Linked DNA regions of Canis lupus: region 2 is linked to region 1. Evidence: chromatin contacts called from public Hi-C data. All regions are on one chromosome and are shown on one strand. Each heading gives the region's core, a stretch centred on a gene start, on an enhancer-like site or on the middle of the called end of the contact. The rest is flanking DNA. Distances are from core to core; before and after follow the strand shown.

Region 1 (4,823 bases), core at 725-3,224:
AAGGCACGGGCTCTCTTCCTCGGAGGAGTGTCCCCCACAGCACCCTGAGCAGCCGATGACCTCAGGGCGTCCCATCACCAAGACCACCTTCCAGAAGGGATGACCCGGGCCGCCCGCCGCCGCCTCCACACTCACCGGCAGGGAAACTACTTTGGCTCCTTGTCTCGCCGCCTCCCGGACGAGGCCACAGGCGCGAGCGAGGTTTTCCGATTTGATGGAAGAAACCTGGAGCTGGATGAGGGCCAGGCGGAAAGCTGCGGGCGAACAGAGACCCGGGGTTACCGGGGCCCGGCCGCCGAGTCCGGGGGCTCCTCGCCCGGGGGGAGGTCCGGGCCCCGACGGCGGCGATGGGGTCCGCGCGGGCGTTGGGATCCGCGGGGGCGGGGGCGCTAACCAGCCGCAGCCCACGGCGCAGCCCTTCACCGCAAACAATTATCCCGCACCAGGTGTGAGTGCTGCGGAGGCCGGGACACCCCCCCCCCCCCCGCCCCGCCTCCGCGGAGGGCGCAGGGCCCGCCTCTCCCGCAGCTCGAAGGACAAGCCGGAGTTTGAACATGACGTTAGCACTTACTGTTTGCTCCTGGGCTCAAGCTCCGATTCTGAATGGGACTCGGTGTGCTGCCCGGCTGCTGGGGGCCCGGGGGGCGGGGGGGGCAGCCACGGCCTGCACCTGTGCGGGGTCACCGGCAGGGCCCCTGGGGGGGGGGCAGCCACGAGCTGCACCTGTGCAGGGTCACCTGTGCGGGGTCACGGGCAGGGCCCCTGGGGGGGCAGCCACGAGCTGCACCTGTGCGGGGTCACCGGCAGGGCCCCTGGGGGGGCAGCCACGAGCTGCACCTGTGCGGGGTCACGGGCGGGGCCCCTGGGGGGGGCAGCCACGAGCTGCACCTGTGCGGGGTCACCTGTGCGGGGTCACGGGCAGGGCCCCTGGGGGGGCAGCCACGAGCTGCACCTGTGCGGGGTCACCGGCAGGGCCCCTAGGCCCCCGGGAGGTTTTGCTCTCACCCCACGAATACTCCTGCGCCCCAAAGAGCACGACAGTAAGTAGCAAAAAGAAAACAAAACAAACCACCCGCGAGGCTGACGGGCTGGGGAAGGAAGGGCGCGCAGCGACTCTCCCGCGGCCTGGCCTGTGCGAGGGCTTCGCCAGCCCCGCCCCGCCCGTCGGCAGCCAGGGCCGTCAGGGGCTGTTCCGGGCCCACCGCCTCTAGGCCCATTTTACAGGCCGGGAAACTGAGGTTCCGAGGGAGTCAATGACCTGCTGACATGCGCTGGGCAAGCCCCCGATGCCCCAGGTCTCCAGACTAGGCGTCCGGGGCCTCCCGTGGAAGAATCTGGCAAAGGCCTGGGGACGAGCGGAGCTCGCACGTGCCCCGGGGCCGGTCCAGGAGCGGGACGGGGAGCGGCGCGAAACCTAACCTCAGAGCTCAACGCCAGAGGCAGGCGGTCTGTCCCGGTTTTTCGCTCGGAAGAGCGGGCTCTCCCCTGGGCGTGAGGGGTGCGACGCGCACCCAAACCCGGGAACACAAACGCTCCACTCGCCGAGACGGGGTTCAAGCCGCAAATACCTGCGGCCGATGCCTTTGCAAAACCCACGCTCAAAAATCAACCTGAGGTGAAGCGAGCGACGGCGACCGCCCCGCCCCGCCCCGCACGGGCGCGCTTTCTAACGCGGAGCCCGGGGCCTCCGGGACGCTCGGGCCGCCCCCCGGCGAGGAGCTTCCCCACGGACTGGCGGCGTCGCGCCCCTGCAGCCCGGCGCCCCGAGAGGCCGCAGCGGACGGCCCGCCCGGGGCCCGGAACCCCCGGGGGGCCCGGGAAGGCCCGCGGCACGGCGGGGACACGCGGCGGAGGCGACGGCTGGGCCGGGGCCGCGCTACTCACTGGCCATCGCTCTCCCGCGGGGCAGCATGTGCGGCGCGGCGCGGCCCGGCCCGGCGCAGACCCACCGACCGACGCGGCGCACGGCGCGGGGCGGGGCCGCGCACGGGGGGCGGGGCCGCGCGCAGGAGGGGGCGGGGCCGCGCGCAGGAGGGGGCGGGGCCGCACTTCCGCGCACGCCGCGCCCCGGCCGCTGGCCCCGACCCATTGATCCCGCCCCGCCCCGCTGGCCCCGCCCCCGCCTGGCCCCGCCCCCTCTGCCCCTGGCCCCGCCCACCCCACTGTCCCTGGCCCCGCCCGCCCGTGGAGCGCGGCCTGCGCGGGGACCGGCTGCGGGCGGGGGCTCGGGCTCCGTGCGCCCAGGGCTGCGCGGCGGCCCCGCTCCCGAGGGTGAGCGTTAGGGGCTCCGGCCGCGGCGTCACGCGGAGGGGAAGGCGGGCACTTCATGCTCTTGTGCTCTTAACGGAAATACGCTAATACTGTTAGGACTTTTGCATTTACGTTTATTAGGGTGTCTTTTTGGGTTTTTTAAAGATAGATTTGATTTGAGAGCGAGCGCGTGGGGCCAGGTGGAGGGGCGGGCAGAGGCAGGAGAAGCCGGCTCCCCCTGAGCAGGATTCCAGGCCCTGAGATCCTGACCTGAGCCAGAGGCAGAGGCTTAACGGATCGAGCCACCCAGGCGCCCAGTATTGCTTTTGGATTTTTGTGTTTCGTGTATTTGTGCCTTTTTGTCAGGTTTGGGGATCAAAAATCATAAAACGGATAAAAGCTTGCTATCCTTTTTTTTTCTTCCTTGCCATTTTTTTTTTTTTTAATGCTCTGGAATAGTTTATCAAAGTGGATCTAGTTTTTAAAAGGATACCCTAAAGACATTTTTGGAATAAAGACATTTAAGTATGAACCAGATATTTGATGCTTTAATGAATTTGTGATTATGCCAATGTCTTTACTCTGAGAAGAAGCATGCTGAAGCATTTAGGGGTGAAGGTCAGAATGTCTGGCTTAAAAATGTAGATAAAAGGAAAATATGTGAATATAGAGCAAATGTGGCAGATTTATTATGTCTAAGAGAATATATAGCTATTCATAGTACTGTTTTAATACTTTTTATTTATTTTTATGTTTTAATACTTTATAAAAGTTTTAAACTCTAAAGCTTCAAATGATAAAATTTTCATAATAAAAAGCTGGGGGGAAATACCTAGCAATTATGGATTTTTTTTGAAGGTTTAGCAGATTAGCTGGACCTGGCTTTGTAGCAGGAAGATACTAACCTTTTAATTTCTACTCTGCTTATTAGCTTATTAAGTCTTGAGTCAATATTGGCCACTTACAATCTGCAAAGTCACCCATTTCCTTTAGATTTGCAAGGTCACCGGCACGAAGTTGTATCTGACAGGGGTACCAAACATCGCTGGACCTGCTAGTAGAACACCCTGGGGGAGCTGCCCAGTAACTCATACATCAGGCTGGAGGCTGAGTCATCAGCAATTTAAACTAAGACACAGCTCTGAGCATGGAGGACACCTTGCGAGGGGTCGGTGAAAGGCCCAGCCCAAGAAGGGCCTGGGAAACCGGGGAGCGAGCCACCCGAGGGGTGGGAGAACCAGGAGTGACAAACAAGGCCAGGAGTCTGTGGGCGCTGCGCTCCCCACATCATGTGCAGGGAAGGTAGTGCCTCGGCTTTTAGAGAAGGAACAGTAAGAAATATGAAAACTGGTTTTGAGCTTTCCTTTAGAACTTTCTGGGCATAATGGAAAAGCTAGTCGCTGGGTTCCAGTTCTGGCTCCGCCACCGATGCCATCAATGCGGAGGCAAATCACTTCCTTCTCAGGACCTTCCGTAACCTGTAGCACAAAAAGAACTCAGAGGTGGAGACAGGCTGGAGGACTCCCTGGCCGTCCTCCGTCGCCCCACTCCCCACCCTACAACCGCAGCAGCTGCGCCTCGGGTTCCTGCATTCCCTTTCCCCCGACCCTCGGCAAGGAACGAGACTACAACCACCACACTACATGGACCCCCGAAGCCCGGGGCAAAGCCCGGTGCCCGAGTGACCTCCCCTAGGCTGGGGACTGGTCAGGTTCTAGTTTTATTCGAGGTACTTTGCCAGCAACTCCGGTGGGTAAGTCATCCCTATTTCCGTGTCTAGACATCGGTTCAAATTCAACCAGCAGGGGATCCCCGGGTGGCTCAGGGGTTGAGCGCCTGCCTTCGGCCCACGGCCTGATCCTGGAGTCCCGGGATCGAGTCCCACGTCGGGCTCCCTGCATGAAGCCTGCTTCTCCCTCTGCCTGCGTCTCTGCCTCCCTCTCTCCCTATCTCTCATGAATAAACAAAAAATTAAAAAAAAAATTCAACCAGCCAAAATTAACTTTATCACCTCTGAAGGAGCTTCTCCCCCCCACCTTTGTTCTTCCATACAGGCACCACCATTTGTGCTGTTTCCCAGTTCTCCTGGTTCCCCACGCCCTCCCCTCAAAAACCGAATCACTTCTGTATTTTTCAAGTGTTTTATCCTGCACCTTCTGGTAAGGACAAGGCCCTTCTGACTCTTCTAAGAGCCCCCGTTGGTTGCTGCCTCCTTTTCTATTCCTGAGACCACCATTCACAGCTAGACCTTCCTCACTTGAGGAACAAGAAGCAGTTGAGGGCAACTGCTTCAGGCAACCTAACTGGTCTCTTTTTCCTCAGCATCTTATCCTCCACCCAATCTTCATAGTATTAGGGAAGTTTGTCCGGGGGGGTGGGGACAGAAGTTCAATTTTGGGGGTGAGATAGATACACAAATGATTAACAGTTGTCAGAGATGGAGGGCTGAAAATCAGAACTGGAATCATCTCCACCATAAGAGCACGAATTCTAAGAGCAGACGAGATCTTAGGAGCATGTACGATACTACAAAAAAATAAAACATCATACTCAGGAATTATACTGGGTTTAGA
Region 2 (4,823 bases), core at 1,129-3,628, 290 kb before region 1:
CTTCAAGATGAGGCATTAGATACTGAATCTAACATTCTAAAGTCAGTTCAGAACAGAGCGGATTGTTTCTAGATCTGGATGCTTAGCTGGTCTTAATGTAAAACAGAATAGTTTTTTATCTGCCAGTTCTCACAATGGGCTTCTCACCAACACTGTGATTAACGGAAACCTCCATATAACCTCTTCCACCTGTTAGCCAAACTGCCATCTTCATTCAGGAAACATCTACTTAATACCTACTATGTGCCAAGCTCTGAAGTGTAACTACTTCAACAAAATGGTAAAGACTCCACCTTGTTGACCTTACAGTCTGAAAGAAACAAAGAACTTCAGTAAAGTCAATGTATGTTACTTCCGCCTGTGGCGTAAACCAGCAATAAACAATTAAGGGTCAGGGCTTAGCTTCAGCGAGATGTTACTACCTACTCTGAGCAGCACCTCTTAGGAGTGCCTGACATATAACAGGTATGTAAAGACTTGTCCTGTTCCCTCAGCAAAAGATGAATGGGAAATAATAAAGTTCTGATAAGGGGGACTGGGAGAAGCTGTACTGTTTAGGGTCAGCCCCTAAGACGGACCTTCACACTCTACCTTCTTTATGAAGCCGGAAGTGATTCCCCCCAAGTCCTAAGTAAATTTCCAATACTGGGCAGCCCCAGGGGCTCAGCAGTTTAGCACCTGCCTTCAGCCCAGGGCATGATCCTGGGGTCCCGGGATTGAGTCCCACGCCGGGCTCCCTGAATGGAGCCTGCTTCTCCCTCTGCCTGTGTGTCTGCCTCTCTCTCTCTCTGAATAAATAAATAAAATCTTAAAAAAAAAAAATTTCCAATACTGAATGTAATGAACAGTACGTCTTTTTAATTTCAGGGGGACTGTTCAAGGTACATTTCCAATGGATCCGAAAATATTATTCTATTTTACTTTGTTTCCACCATGTTTGCCTGCAAATTCCCTTACTCCTGGGTGTTTCCCATGCGCTGTAAACTCCCTGCGTCCAGGAACCAGGGCTTCTTTCATAAAGCTGTCCCCAGTCTGTGCAGCCATCTCAAGACACGCACACAATCATCACAAAGCTAAGGACGCCACAAAATTTTCCCTTTCTGGGGAAATCCCATTCCCACATTTCCTTGTGGAACAGTCTTCAAGTCTGTTTTTTCTCAAACTCCAGCTCGCCAGGTAGAAACAGGTATGAACTCCCAGCTGCCAGGTGAGGTCCTGACAGCACGGTCTTCTCCCATCCGGTCCGGACCCCACTCCGAGGTGCACCAACGACACAGCCACCGACCCACGAGGCCCTCCAACGGCATCAGCGCTTCTAAGCCCTGAAGAATAAAGCGACCTGCCCAGAGGCGCACGAGGCCCGCGCCCTGAACCCGCGTCTAGGCTCAGCTCCCCTCTCCCCGGGGGCAGAGCCCGCTCGAATTCGGAGGGGCCTGCTTGGGCACCTCCACGCGGAGCCGTTTCAAGAAATTCTAAGCAAAACCAATCGTTGAGGAGTCCGAGGAATCCAAGGAGCCACAAACCCTGCCGGACCAGGAAGATGGTAAAAACTCCCACCCGTGACCTTAGGCAGGTACCTCCCCAAGCCTCACTTTCATCGTGTGCAAAATGAGAACGTCTAATTTAAAGGATCTTCGTGATGATGACACGGTACCGTGCATCTACAATAACTCGGCGCGGCTCACGGTAAAGTAAACTTACAAGTTCGCTATCAGAGCAGCAGCATCGCTGCAAAACTGGGCTGGGCCTCCGGACGGCGCTGGCTAAGCCGCGACCCGGCTGAGGGGCCAGGTCCTCCCGGGTGACCCCCGGGTGACCCCCGGGCGCCCCCCGCCAGGGCCCCGCGGGGGAGGCGCTCGCCGCCGGCCGCCCGGGCCGCTCCGGGGTCCACGGGCTGCCGGACCCCGACCCCGACGGCGACCCCGACCGCGACCGCGACCCCGCGACCCCGCGGAGCGCAGCACCCGCCGCCCCGCCCCGAACCCCCGCCCCGGGCCGCCGCCGGCTCCAGCGAGGCCCTCCCGGCGCTGCGCCGTCTCCCGCCCGCCTCGCCCAGAGCGGCCGCGCCCCCGGCCCCGGCCCCGTCCCCGGCCCCCCCCGGCGGCCATACCGGTTGCCGAGGCCGCTGCGGCCGCCTGTCCGCGGGTGTCCGCCGGCCGGGCCGGGGCGCTGGGCCGTCGCGCGGAGGCTGCGGTCGCGGCCCACTCGGCTGCCCTCCGCTCGCGCCGCCGCACCCCACCAGCCGGCTCGCGCGGGCCCCGGCCAATCGCACCGACCCACCGAGCCTAGCGCGATGTCGGCCCAGTACGTGGCAGGTGGGGGAAGAAGAGGGGCGGGCGCTACAAGAGCGGAGGGGGGGGAACTGCCCTTTCGCTCCGCCTCCCGGCCGACGGCCAACCCAGCACGCATGCGCAGCGGCGGTGGCGCGGCGCTGACGGCGCTCGCGCATGCGTCGGCCGGAGTCTCCGCCTTCTCACTGGACGGCGGAGCCGGCCGGGGGCGCGCATGCGCAAGGCGTGACCAGGCACTTCCGGTGTTCCTGAAAGCTCGGCTTTCGTGTCTCTCGCCCGTGGGTGGGGCGTGCGTTGCGCTTGTGGGCGCGGACCCGGGTCAAAGTGGGGCGTTTGTCCAGATTTGGGTGGGGTGGGGTTTTTTTTGTTTTGGGGGGGTTTTGTGATCATTGTCATTCTCTTAGTCGTGTCCTGAAAAAAACGAATGCGTTTCTCCGTCCTTCCTTCCTTGCTGGGCACCGCGACGCTGCTTCGAGCACCGGGATGGGGATGGGGATGATGGGGAAGGGGATGGGGATGATGAGGAAGGGGATGGAGATGATGATGGGGAAGGGAATGGGGATGATGGGGAAGGGGACGGGGATGATGAGGATGGGGATGATGGGAATGGGGATGATGAAGAAGGGGATGGAGATGATGATGGGGAAGGGAATGGGGATGATGGGGAAGGGGACGGGGATGAGGATGGGGATGATGGGAATGGGGATGATGGAGATGATGATGGGGATGGGGAAGGGAATGGGGATGATGGGGAAGGGGACGGGGATGATGGGGAAGATGATGGGGATGGGGATGATGGGGATGGGGACGGGGATGATGGGAAGATGATGGGGAAGGGGATGGGGATGATGGGGAAGGGGACGGGGATGATGGGAATGGGGATGATGGAGATGATGATGGGGATGGGGAAGGGAATGGGGATGATGGGGAAGGGGACGGGGATGATGGGGAAGATGATGGGGAAGGGGATGGGGATGATGGGGAAGGGGACGGGGATGATGGGAATGGGGATGATGGAGATGATGATGGGGATGGGGAAGGGAATGGGGATGATGGGGAAGGGGACGGGGATGATGGGGAAGATGATGGGGAAGGGGATGGGGATGATGGGGAAGGGGACGGGGATGATGGGAATGGGGATGATGGAGATGATGATGGGGATGGGGAAGGGAATGGGGATGATGGGGAAGGGGATGGGGATGATGAGGAAGGGGATGGAGATGATGATGGGGAAGGGAATGGGGATGATGGGGAAGGGGACGGGGATGAGGAGGATGGGGATGATGGGAATGGGGATGATGGAGATGATGATGGGGATGGGGAAGGGAATGGGGATGATGGGGAAGGGGACGGGGATGATGGGGAAGATGATGGGGATGATGGGGATGATGGGGAAGGGGACGGGGATGATGGGGATGGGGATGATGGAGATGATGATGGGGAAGGGAATGGGGATGATGGGGAAGATGATGGGGATGGGGATGATGGGTTTGAGAGCAAGGAGTTTCCTGGAGCGTTGGCGGGGCCGGGCGGACCTGGGCGTGTGCGAAAGGGAAAGTGCAAAACTAAGGCCGCTAAGAATTGCGGAGGCCTTTTTGGAGAATAAGGCAGCGTTGCCCAATGGGCTCTCCTCTCTTCTTATCTAAGGCGTTCGTTTTATTTATCTTTTTTTTTAATTTTATTTTTTTTAATTATTTATTCATGAGAGACAGCGAGAGAGAGGCAGAGGGAGAAGCAGGCTCCATGCAGGGAGCCCGACGCGGGACTCGATCCCGGGTCTCCGGGATCACGCCCTGGGCCGAAGGCGGCGCCACCCGGAGACCCCCTAAAGCGCTCGTTTTCGGTGGGCGTTTTGCTGCGGAGCGCCCCGGCTCAGCCCAGGCTGGGTCGCGGAGGGGGTTGGGAGTCGCTGGGGAGGCTCTGCGGGCCTCAGGGTGGCCGGGAACCCTTGGCTCGCGCCAGGCGCTGAGCGGAAGGCAGGACGAGCTCGAGGCCTCCGGTGCTCCAGGTCCTGCCTGGCGGACTTGGGGCAAAATGAAATGAATCCAGGGAGACGACTTAGGTTCTTTCAGTACTATGAATAGACTGGTGCCTTTTTTTCTTCTTCTTTTTTTTTTTTTTTTTTTTTTTTTTCAGTTAAAAGTGAAAAATTCCGTTTGAGAGTGAAATATATATGACTTCGGAATGCTCTCTGCCTCTGAATTATATTTTCCAACGCTGCGTGTGTTGCCCTCTGAGCAATTGCTTTGCAGGGGTTGAAGAGCAGAGGAATGAAGGAGTGAAAAAAAAAAAAAAAATTTCCTGACTTTCTCCAAAGGCTGTTTTTTGTTCTTCACGACTTGTTATTTAGAACTGAATAATCCAGACTTACGGGATTGTGCAATTGTCCAGTAATAATATTCTAATGTCTTTGAGATGGTTTGAGATTGGATAAAAGCACACAGATACGGAGGGAGGTAAAATATCCCCTGAAGGAAGTGAGTTATGATGCAGGAAAAGATGTTAGGGTTTGAAGCCAAGGGAATTCTTATG

Evidence for each region. Hi-C and Micro-C count contacts between places; a contact is called where the count stands out from the background.
Region 2: a Hi-C map of blood shows a contact between it and region 1, with 2.3 times the contacts expected there. The contact joins the promoter of TFG here to the promoter of NIT2 in region 1. A contact is called at or near these places in 2 of 9 Hi-C or Micro-C datasets (amygdala and blood).

Annotation. Positions count from the first base shown.
Region 1 is chr33:7,346,094-7,350,916 of UU_Cfam_GSD_1.0, reverse strand. It overlaps NIT2 (omega-amidase NIT2), which reads right to left and starts at 1,974. Exons shown (of 10, transcript XM_038582601.1): 1 at 1,885-1,974; 2 at 136-254. The coding sequence starts at 1,912.
Region 2 is chr33:7,639,875-7,644,697 of UU_Cfam_GSD_1.0, reverse strand. It overlaps TFG (protein TFG), which reads right to left and starts at 2,378. Exons shown (of 8, transcript XM_038582669.1): 1 at 2,281-2,378. It overlaps LOC119867315 (a long non-coding RNA gene), which reads left to right and starts at 1,223. Exons shown (of 4, transcript XR_005383210.1): 1 at 1,223-1,686.